Linked DNA regions of Anas platyrhynchos: region 2 is linked to region 1. A link is a contact called in public Hi-C data. All regions are on one chromosome and are shown on one strand. Each heading gives the region's core, a stretch centred on a gene start, on an enhancer-like site or on the middle of the called end of the contact. The rest is flanking DNA. Distances are from core to core; before and after follow the strand shown. Region 1 overlaps S100P (S100 calcium binding protein P). Region 2 holds the start of TBC1D14 (TBC1 domain family member 14).

Region 1 (3,907 bases), core at 734-3,233:
TGCTCCCTGTGATGCTTCTGGGCTTTGTGCATCCCCCCCACTGCAGCCCACTCCTTTTCTTTTGCAGACAGGGAAGAACAAGGACGCTACTGATGAAGTCTTCAGGAATCTGGATGAAAACGGTGATTCCCAAGTGGACTTCAAAGAATTTGTCATCTTTGTGGCAGCTCTGACTTGCTGCTGTCATAAATATTTTGAGCAGAAAGCAGCCAAATAGTTGTCGAAATGCTCACAAGACACTGTCTTTGCCTGTGCTCCATATGTTAATGCTATGGATCCTGTCATCCTTTCCATGTACTGTGCTGCAGTTTACAAGCATGCTGGGCTGTAAAAATAAATCCTCCAGTGCTTACATCCCTGTCTTGAATGCTAAAATCTACTCCTTTGTGGAAGGGCCTGGGCTTAATGGGTCCCACTAACAAGTACGGAGCAGTTTCTCTCTTTCTCTGCTTTTTGAAATGCTGTTCTTAGCCAAAAGGCTCAATATCCTCCCCAGGGCAGGGCAGTAATCTGCCTCTCCAAGCTCGCATGGATTTATTTCCTATTACAAGATAAGGCCCTTGTACCAGTACAGTGATATTGCCGTGCAGTTGCAAGGTAGATGGGGTTGCACACTGCAACCATAGAATCACAGAAGGGTTTGGGTTGGAAAGGACCTTAAAGACAACCCAGTTAAACCCCCTGCCATGGGCAGGGACACCTCCCACCAGACCAGGCTGCCCAAAGCCCCATCCAACCATGAAATAATGCTGAGTAAGGCTGAAGCTAAGCCACAGGTTTGACCCATTCATAACCACGTGGAGGTGGGCATATGGTGAAGTGTATTCATCCTTTTGGGAACCCACTGAGAAAAATTTGGGCCTATTGGATTACTTTGGGCTGTTTTAGGCTGTCCTTTTACCTAGCCACCTTTCATGCCTCAGTTGGCTCTACGAACTAAACAGTGCAAGCACCACCTAAAACTTCATTCCTAACACCTCGGGCACAGGATCCCAGTGCATATTACTGGATGTGACAGCTGGCTGCTTCAGGAAAGGGGCTGCCCTTCTCTTCCCCATCACTGCGTGGGATGAAGTAACCACCATCCAAGGGCCGGGATTCCCCTTGGTCCCCACTAGCTGCTGGCAGGACGCTGAGCCCCTTGCCCCCCTCATACCCTTTGCCACATGTGTCTGGTGTTCACCCCAGCACCACACCAGGCACAGCGGCCACCCGCAGTGGGTGCAGGGGTGGTCCTCAAGTGCCCATCCCCTGCCCCAGGGACCACAGGAATGCGTCTCCACTCCAGCACTGCTACAGACAGAGCTCACGCAACACAACATTTAGAGCAAGGGCCCGACGTCTGTCCCCACATCATTTTGGTCATGCTGGATGACACTCGGGAGGATACTGAGGTCCCAGAGACAAGTACATCACACACATTACACCTGCAGGAGTACCATTGCTTGCTTTGTTGGCAGTGGCCATTTCTCTGCACCACCCAAGCAAGACAACTACTAAATATGAAAAGGCACAAAATTCTCGCCAAGCCAGGGATCCCAAATCAGCCTTTTCTCCTTATCTTTTCATTTGTTTGAGGCATCTTCACAGCTCTAATCCAGTATGACCACACCTGATGAGTGCTGTGCAGCTCAGCCCTTGCCAGGCTGGCAGAGCCCAGGATCCCCTCACTCACTGGTTCGTCAGGGCTCACCTGAGAAAAGCACTTTCCTCATTGTGAAGGCAGTTGATTATCATTTATGAATTATATGAATGTTACATATTCAGAGGTATTTACAGAGGAAAATTTCATGCATAGCATGGCTGGGTAGCCAGCTATATAAACCATCCTCAGCTGAGGAAATTCAGTTGTGTTCGTTACTTTATTTTAAAAAATGTATTTATCCTTTTATCATTTAGCATTAGTATCTAAAAGGTTTCCTCTGCATTGCTTCACATCCATCCTCACAGAAATTATGGTTTGTTACCACTGTGTGGCACTACATGCAGCCATTTCAGTGCCTGCTGAGTCTAAAACTCTCCATCACAACTGAGGCAGAATTTGAACTGGTGGTAAAACTCAAAACAAAACACAGGTGTGCTTTGCACCGTGGCAATCTCCTCTCTGAATCATCGCTGTATGTCCCATGGAGAGCAGGACAATTTGTCCACAATGGGCATTTCACCGAGCCCTGTGGAGACTGCACCTCCTGGGCATTGCTGTACCCTGCAGCCACCCAAGGAGTGCTGCCCCTTGCTTGCCAGTCTCAGGTCTCTGGGGAAATCACCGCAGCACAGTTCAAAACACCACTGTGATCCCCTTTCAAATGCATCTTTTAAAGAGCACACAGGTGAAAAGCTGTCCTGTCAGCCAAGAGATTCACCTTATTACTCCATTTTATGTCTAATTTCAAAGAACGCACTGTTCGGTGGTGAGAGCTGTATCCCATTATGAGCAGTACTGTAATTTATCCTAAATTGCACTCTTATTTCCTAGACTCCCTGCTTCTGGTGTCTGCTAGCCTCACAACTGCACTCACTCTCTAATTCCATTTTGCCCCTTTTCCTGATTTTGTGAGGTTTTACCCGTGCTTGTAAGACATTTGAAGGCCTGCTTTACTCCACTTGGCCACAGTACAAAGCTAAACCCTTTTTGACCCATCACCCCCACAGACTCTGAAACACCCTAAATGTTAGCACAGTGCTGAGCTAAAGCATGCTGCCTTTTGTGGGGGAGGACCTGAGCTTTCTCTCTTGCCACCAACTTAAGCATGCTAGGAAGAGAGTGGGATATCATTTTTTTCATTGTTCCTGCAGCCCCCAATCCTGTAAACCCTTAGGTTTGTGTTTAACTCCCATCAGGTCCCAAGGTCCCACCAGCGGTACCTGTGGGGATACCTGGAGAGCTACAGGAGCACCCCTGGGATTGCAGAGCCCTGCTTACTCCAGGGCCATGGGCTGATTGGAGAACCAGAGGGAGCCTCCCATGTTCACTGCTGCAGAGAGGGGGACAAAAAGGATTTGTATTTTTTTGGTGTTTTGTTGTGTGTGTTGTTTTTTTGTTTTGTTTTTTTTTTTAACCTGCAGATCTTTCAAAAGCTCTAACTCTGTGATGAATATTCATTTCAATGTAGTACTGAAAATTCAACTGATGACACCTCAAAGAGAAAATGATCCAGGAATAAAAGAAATTAACATATAGCTCCCACCTTAGCCTAGAACAAAAGTGACTTTTCAGAATATATTATTCAACCTAAAAGCATTTCGGTAGAGACACTTTAATATCTTTCAATCCACTGATTTTCTTCCCCAGTACTATTAATTTCCTCCAAATCTACCCAGAATGTGCCATGCATTTCCTTCCCTGGATAAACTTTTATAATTCAGAGTTTGAGTTGCAGAGATGCTAGACCTGTTTTTGTGCCTACAGGTTAATCTTAGCTCTTAGGCCCGAGTATTATGCGGGACAAGATCATTTAAGAAACAGTATAAGGCAGCTTCAAGGGAAAGAAAACGATAAGATAAATAGCAGCTCAGCAAATATGAGCTAACAGTTGCTGGCAGCAAACATTTCGTTTAGTTTTGTTAACAGAAAATAAAAGATTTGGGAGAAAAATTATTACAAATAAAGATTTGGGAAATCATCTGTGGTGAGTTTCAAATTAGGCAAGGCTTATAAAGGCAAGACTACCAAATAGGTAGTTTTATTACCTTCCACAGAACAATATACATTTACATTAACAGAAGATACCTTCAAGAGATTAAGATACTCTGGTATAGATAGTTGTCATTTTGACATTTGGTGGGGTTCTGTTAAGCCTTTTCAGTTTTAAAAATGAGTGTATATACAGAAGATATACAATCGGCGTAATGCTACCTAACCCTGAAGACACTTACCTTGTGGTTTTGCCTGTGAAGATTCCTCATT
Region 2 (3,907 bases), core at 850-3,349, 110 kb after region 1:
CTAACGAAGCTGTATTTAGTCACATAATTTCAGCCCTTCATCAATACAGAATAATAATACACAATACTTGCAGAGAGAAACTACATTATCTCTGATGAGGGCAGCCTTAACAGAACTAATGCTAATTGTTGCTGGAAAAAGTAGACTTTTGCTAGTAGTTCACGACAACCAAAATGCTACTACTCATTTCAACTAAGTATATGGTCGTTCACAAGTATTAAAGAGTATATATTTTACACTGACTAGGCTGTGGTTTTCTGCAAGCATTTTAAGAATGACCCTGGTATTTTTATGCTGCCTAGCAGAGTGGGATCCTGGTTGTTCTAACACGTGTCTTCAGTGCAGAGAACAATATGAGTTTTGTTGTGAGTAGGTGTCAAGAAGTACACCAGCTGAACAGGAGGAGTCATCAGTGGGTTGGAAATGGAAAAATCCACCAAAATAAATCAGTTTAGAATGGGCATTTCAAGGCAAGATTTCAAGGCATTATGACTGTTAGGGCACAACTCTGCTCTTAAGTACTGACACTAAAAGTCTTTATGTACCTTGGTTACTTTCAGCTACTGCTGAAAGATTTCTTATGGCAGACTTTTTAAAAGTTTCTTCATCCTCAATAAAATTGCAAAGATAGGAGTGTAATTAATTAGTGCCTTTGGAGACACTTCACAGATACAGAATTCATGACTACGTACTCTCATTCTGTTATTTACCGTAGGACCTAACAACTTTGACCAAAGATAGATGATACCATGGTGACGGTACAATCTTCTAGCTGCTACAAAAAGAGAGATTGATTTCCATTCTCAAAAACAAAAGGAAAATATTAATACTGAAAAAGGAATTGGTGTATCTTCCAACATAGTATCTCTTGCATAAACTATATACATATAACTTTATACTATAACACTGTATTATAGTGTTTCAAAGGAGTTTTTCTTTTATTTACTCTGTTTTAAAGGTAATAAAAAAGGTGTCTTACAGAGGTTGGTATGATTTTCTAAGATAAGGAAAAATGTGACATTTTAACTGTTTCATATTCTTTCTGATATTCATCTTACAAATCCAGCAGAACAAATCCTCAAATTTATCTCTCTCTGAACCATGCAGAAGTATAATTTTTGGTTGTTGTTGATAAGTGCCTTCTTCTCATCTTGATAATGTGCTAATTCTCATCTTGATACCATGGGATTGCTGTCAATGGGGTCACAGTGGCAAGTACTTCAGTACAAGTTCACCTCAGACTGACAATTTATTCAGGTGTAACTTGCCCACATCAAAGCTCATATAATCGTGGCTTTGCTCTGGTTATTTAACTAATTACATTAATACAAGTTCAGATATTCCTGCATTTGCTCCATTCAAACTTCCAGCTTTATGGTAGACTCAACACGTGTGAGTGAGATTATGAGAAGTTCGTATTTACATATGCTCTTAAGGTGGATGACTGCTTTGCTACCTTAATGTATCTTAACATAATCTATAGACATGATCACCTAGAACCTTTTTTTCTGGGAGAAAAAAAAAAAAAAAGAAAAAAAAGAAAAAAAAAAAAAAAAAAGGATGAGTTTCAAACATGAGAAGGAAACATGAGCTCTACTCCTGTGAGATACCGAGTGCTTCTGACCCCTTTGATTCAGTGTGTGGGTGCACTGAGAGTTGTGTTGGTGATGCAAACATCCGAGCACTTTGAGATGGGGTAAAAGAAGGCAAATAAAGCTAAGAGAATGGAAACATAAATATACACATGCTGGAATACCATCCATCATCCTAGAGCCTCAACTTCTGGCATTATGGCCCGGTTCCACAGAAATACGGATGCACCCCCAGACCGACACTTCCCACAGTACCAAACTAGTGTAAAACACCAAATTTTGTTTTCCTTTGAAATCCAGCCCGCTGGCATCTCCTCCCCGGGGGCCATCCCACCACCATCACCTCACAGCCCCCTGCCTGGGGGGAGCCTTCGGTACAAGAGAACCCTCTCCAGGGGAACCCTTCCTCGTTGCCCCCTCAGGTTGACCCCACAACCCGGCGCGGCCTGGGCTGCGCCTGAGGCGACCCGGGCCATGCCTCCCCGGGTCCCCCCCCTTCCCCATGGCTGGAGGCGTCTCAAAATGGCGGCCAGCGGCCGCCTCCCCCGGGTGCCAGCCCGCCTCCCACCGCGCAGGCGTTCCCTCGGCCGGCGGGCGGCGCTGGGGCTGGAGGAGGAGAACGAGGAGGAGGAGGAGGAAGAAGAAGCGAAGGAGGAGGAGGCAGGGAGAGCGGGGAGTCCCGTCAGGAGCTCGGCACCTGTCCCGCCGGCGCAGCCAGGTGCCGTGCCCGCCGCGGGGGCGGGCGCCATGGGAGGCTCGGCGCTGCCCGCGGAGGGGACCCGGCGGGCGAGGGCTGCGCCGCTTCCCCTCCGCTGAAGCCGCCGCTCCTCCTCGGGGGCCGGCGAGGGGCGATGGAGCAGCCGCCGGCCGCCTCCTAGTGCCGCAGCGGGGAAGGGGCGGGCATGGCCCAGCAGGAGCAGAGCGACGGAGGGCAGCGCCGCACCGGTGAGGCGTCCAAGTTTCTGCGCGGCTCTGCCCGGGGCTAGTGTGAGGCAGGGCACGGAGCGGGGACGGCTGCGGGAACGAGGGGACATTGGGGGGGTCCCTGTGGGGGACAGGGTTCCTGTGGCACCTGGCCCCGGGTGACCGGGCCGGGGTCTCGGGGGCGGCTTCTCGGGCCCTTAAAAAGTTGGAGGAGCTGCACGGCCCCGTGGGGTGGGCTGGAGGCCTTTGGGGAAAGGCGGAGGTTGCTTGGCTGGTGCTGTGTTTATTTTACCTTTTTTTTTTTTTTTTTCATTATTATTATTTCATCAAGGCTACCGGCTAGGAGCTGTTCGCAGCGCTGAGGCAGACCTAAGGCTTGTGGAAAGGGGACAACTTTCATCTCTCCAACCCAAGCCTCTTAGGCGATTCCCGGAGACCAAACACTGAGGGACCTCGCAGCGGGGCTTGAAGTTCTTGCTGCCAACTTAACGCTGGCCTCGCGTTTTTGACTAATACTGGGGGTGTTAAAAAAAAAAAAAAAAAAAAAAAGGCCCTGTAAACTGCTTCTGGAGCGGAGGCTTCAGTGAAACACTGTGACTCAGTTGTGCTGCCTGCCTGCTGCAGCAGCAAGGTGGGAAAGCCCTCAGCAGTTTGCCTCTGAGGTGCTCTGCTCAGCAGCACAGCTCGCCCCTCCTGAGGGGAGCCGGCTGGGAGAGGGATAAACGCGCGCTCAGTGCAAAACCCCAAGTTGTTTCTCGTCTTTTTGCCGTCATGGTCTTGGCAGCGATTGCGTGTGTAGCCGTAATCGCTGTTTGTCCTGGCGGTGTGGGAAGCCGAGCTGTTTTGTAGCCTCGGGAGTGCTTCGCTGCTGGCAGCGCTGGGGCTGCTAAGGTGTGAGCACAGCCTGAGCCGGGGAGAGCTCCAGCAAACACGGCTGGGGCTGGTGCTCCCCAGCCCTTGGTAGCAGTCAGGTACAGCCTGTTTCTTTTTAATACATCAAGAAATGCTGCATAAAGAGTTTAAACCTTTCACTTAAAAAAAAAAAAATCCTTTTAAGAATTAAAAAGCAGTTGCGAGTTTCTGCAATTGAGGAAGTTCCTCACCCTAAAAATTAAAAAGAAAAAAAAAAAAAGCTGGCAGAGAGATGTGTTGAGGAGATGAGGTGATAAAAATGTTAACCCTTTTATAATTGAGCAGCATACGTAAACCATTCTTCTCCTTCCTGCGAGGCAAGGAGATACAAAGGCAGGTTCTTGGGCTGCTGTCATACCGTACCTTCGAAACTAGTTCTTTGTCGAAGGCATGTTGCAAGTCCCTGCAAGTTTAAAAGAACTTGACTTGCGTTGGCTTCTTTCTGAGCTTTGCTTTATTCTGACAGTTTGATGGTGTTA

What was found. Hi-C and Micro-C count contacts between places; a contact is called where the count stands out from the background.
Region 2: a contact with region 1 is called in a Hi-C map of subcutaneous adipose tissue, with 2.0 times the contacts expected there. The contact joins the promoter of TBC1D14 here to the enhancer-like site in region 1. A contact is called at or near these places in 3 of 8 Hi-C or Micro-C datasets (liver, skeletal muscle and subcutaneous adipose tissue).

The regions. Positions count from the first base shown.
Region 1 is chr4:67,766,113-67,770,019 of IASCAAS_PekinDuck_T2T, forward strand. It overlaps S100P (S100 calcium binding protein P), which reads left to right. Exons shown (of 3, transcript XM_005016233.6): 3 at 60-217. The coding sequence ends at 217. Among named protein-coding and RNA genes, the nearest start is that of S100P, 6.1 kb to the left of the region's middle. Within about 2 kb of position 1,984, at least 2 of the 8 cell types and tissues checked have an H3K27ac peak or open chromatin away from gene starts, as enhancers often do. A contact at or near this core is called in subcutaneous adipose tissue, where this site is marked.
Region 2 is chr4:67,877,262-67,881,168 of IASCAAS_PekinDuck_T2T, forward strand. TBC1D14 (TBC1 domain family member 14) reads left to right here and starts at 2,100. Exons shown (of 14, transcript XM_027457429.3): 1 at 2,100-2,310. The coding sequence starts at 2,115. It overlaps LOC140002510 (a long non-coding RNA gene), which reads right to left and starts at 1,532. Exons shown (of 2, transcript XR_011809257.1): 1 at 1-1,532.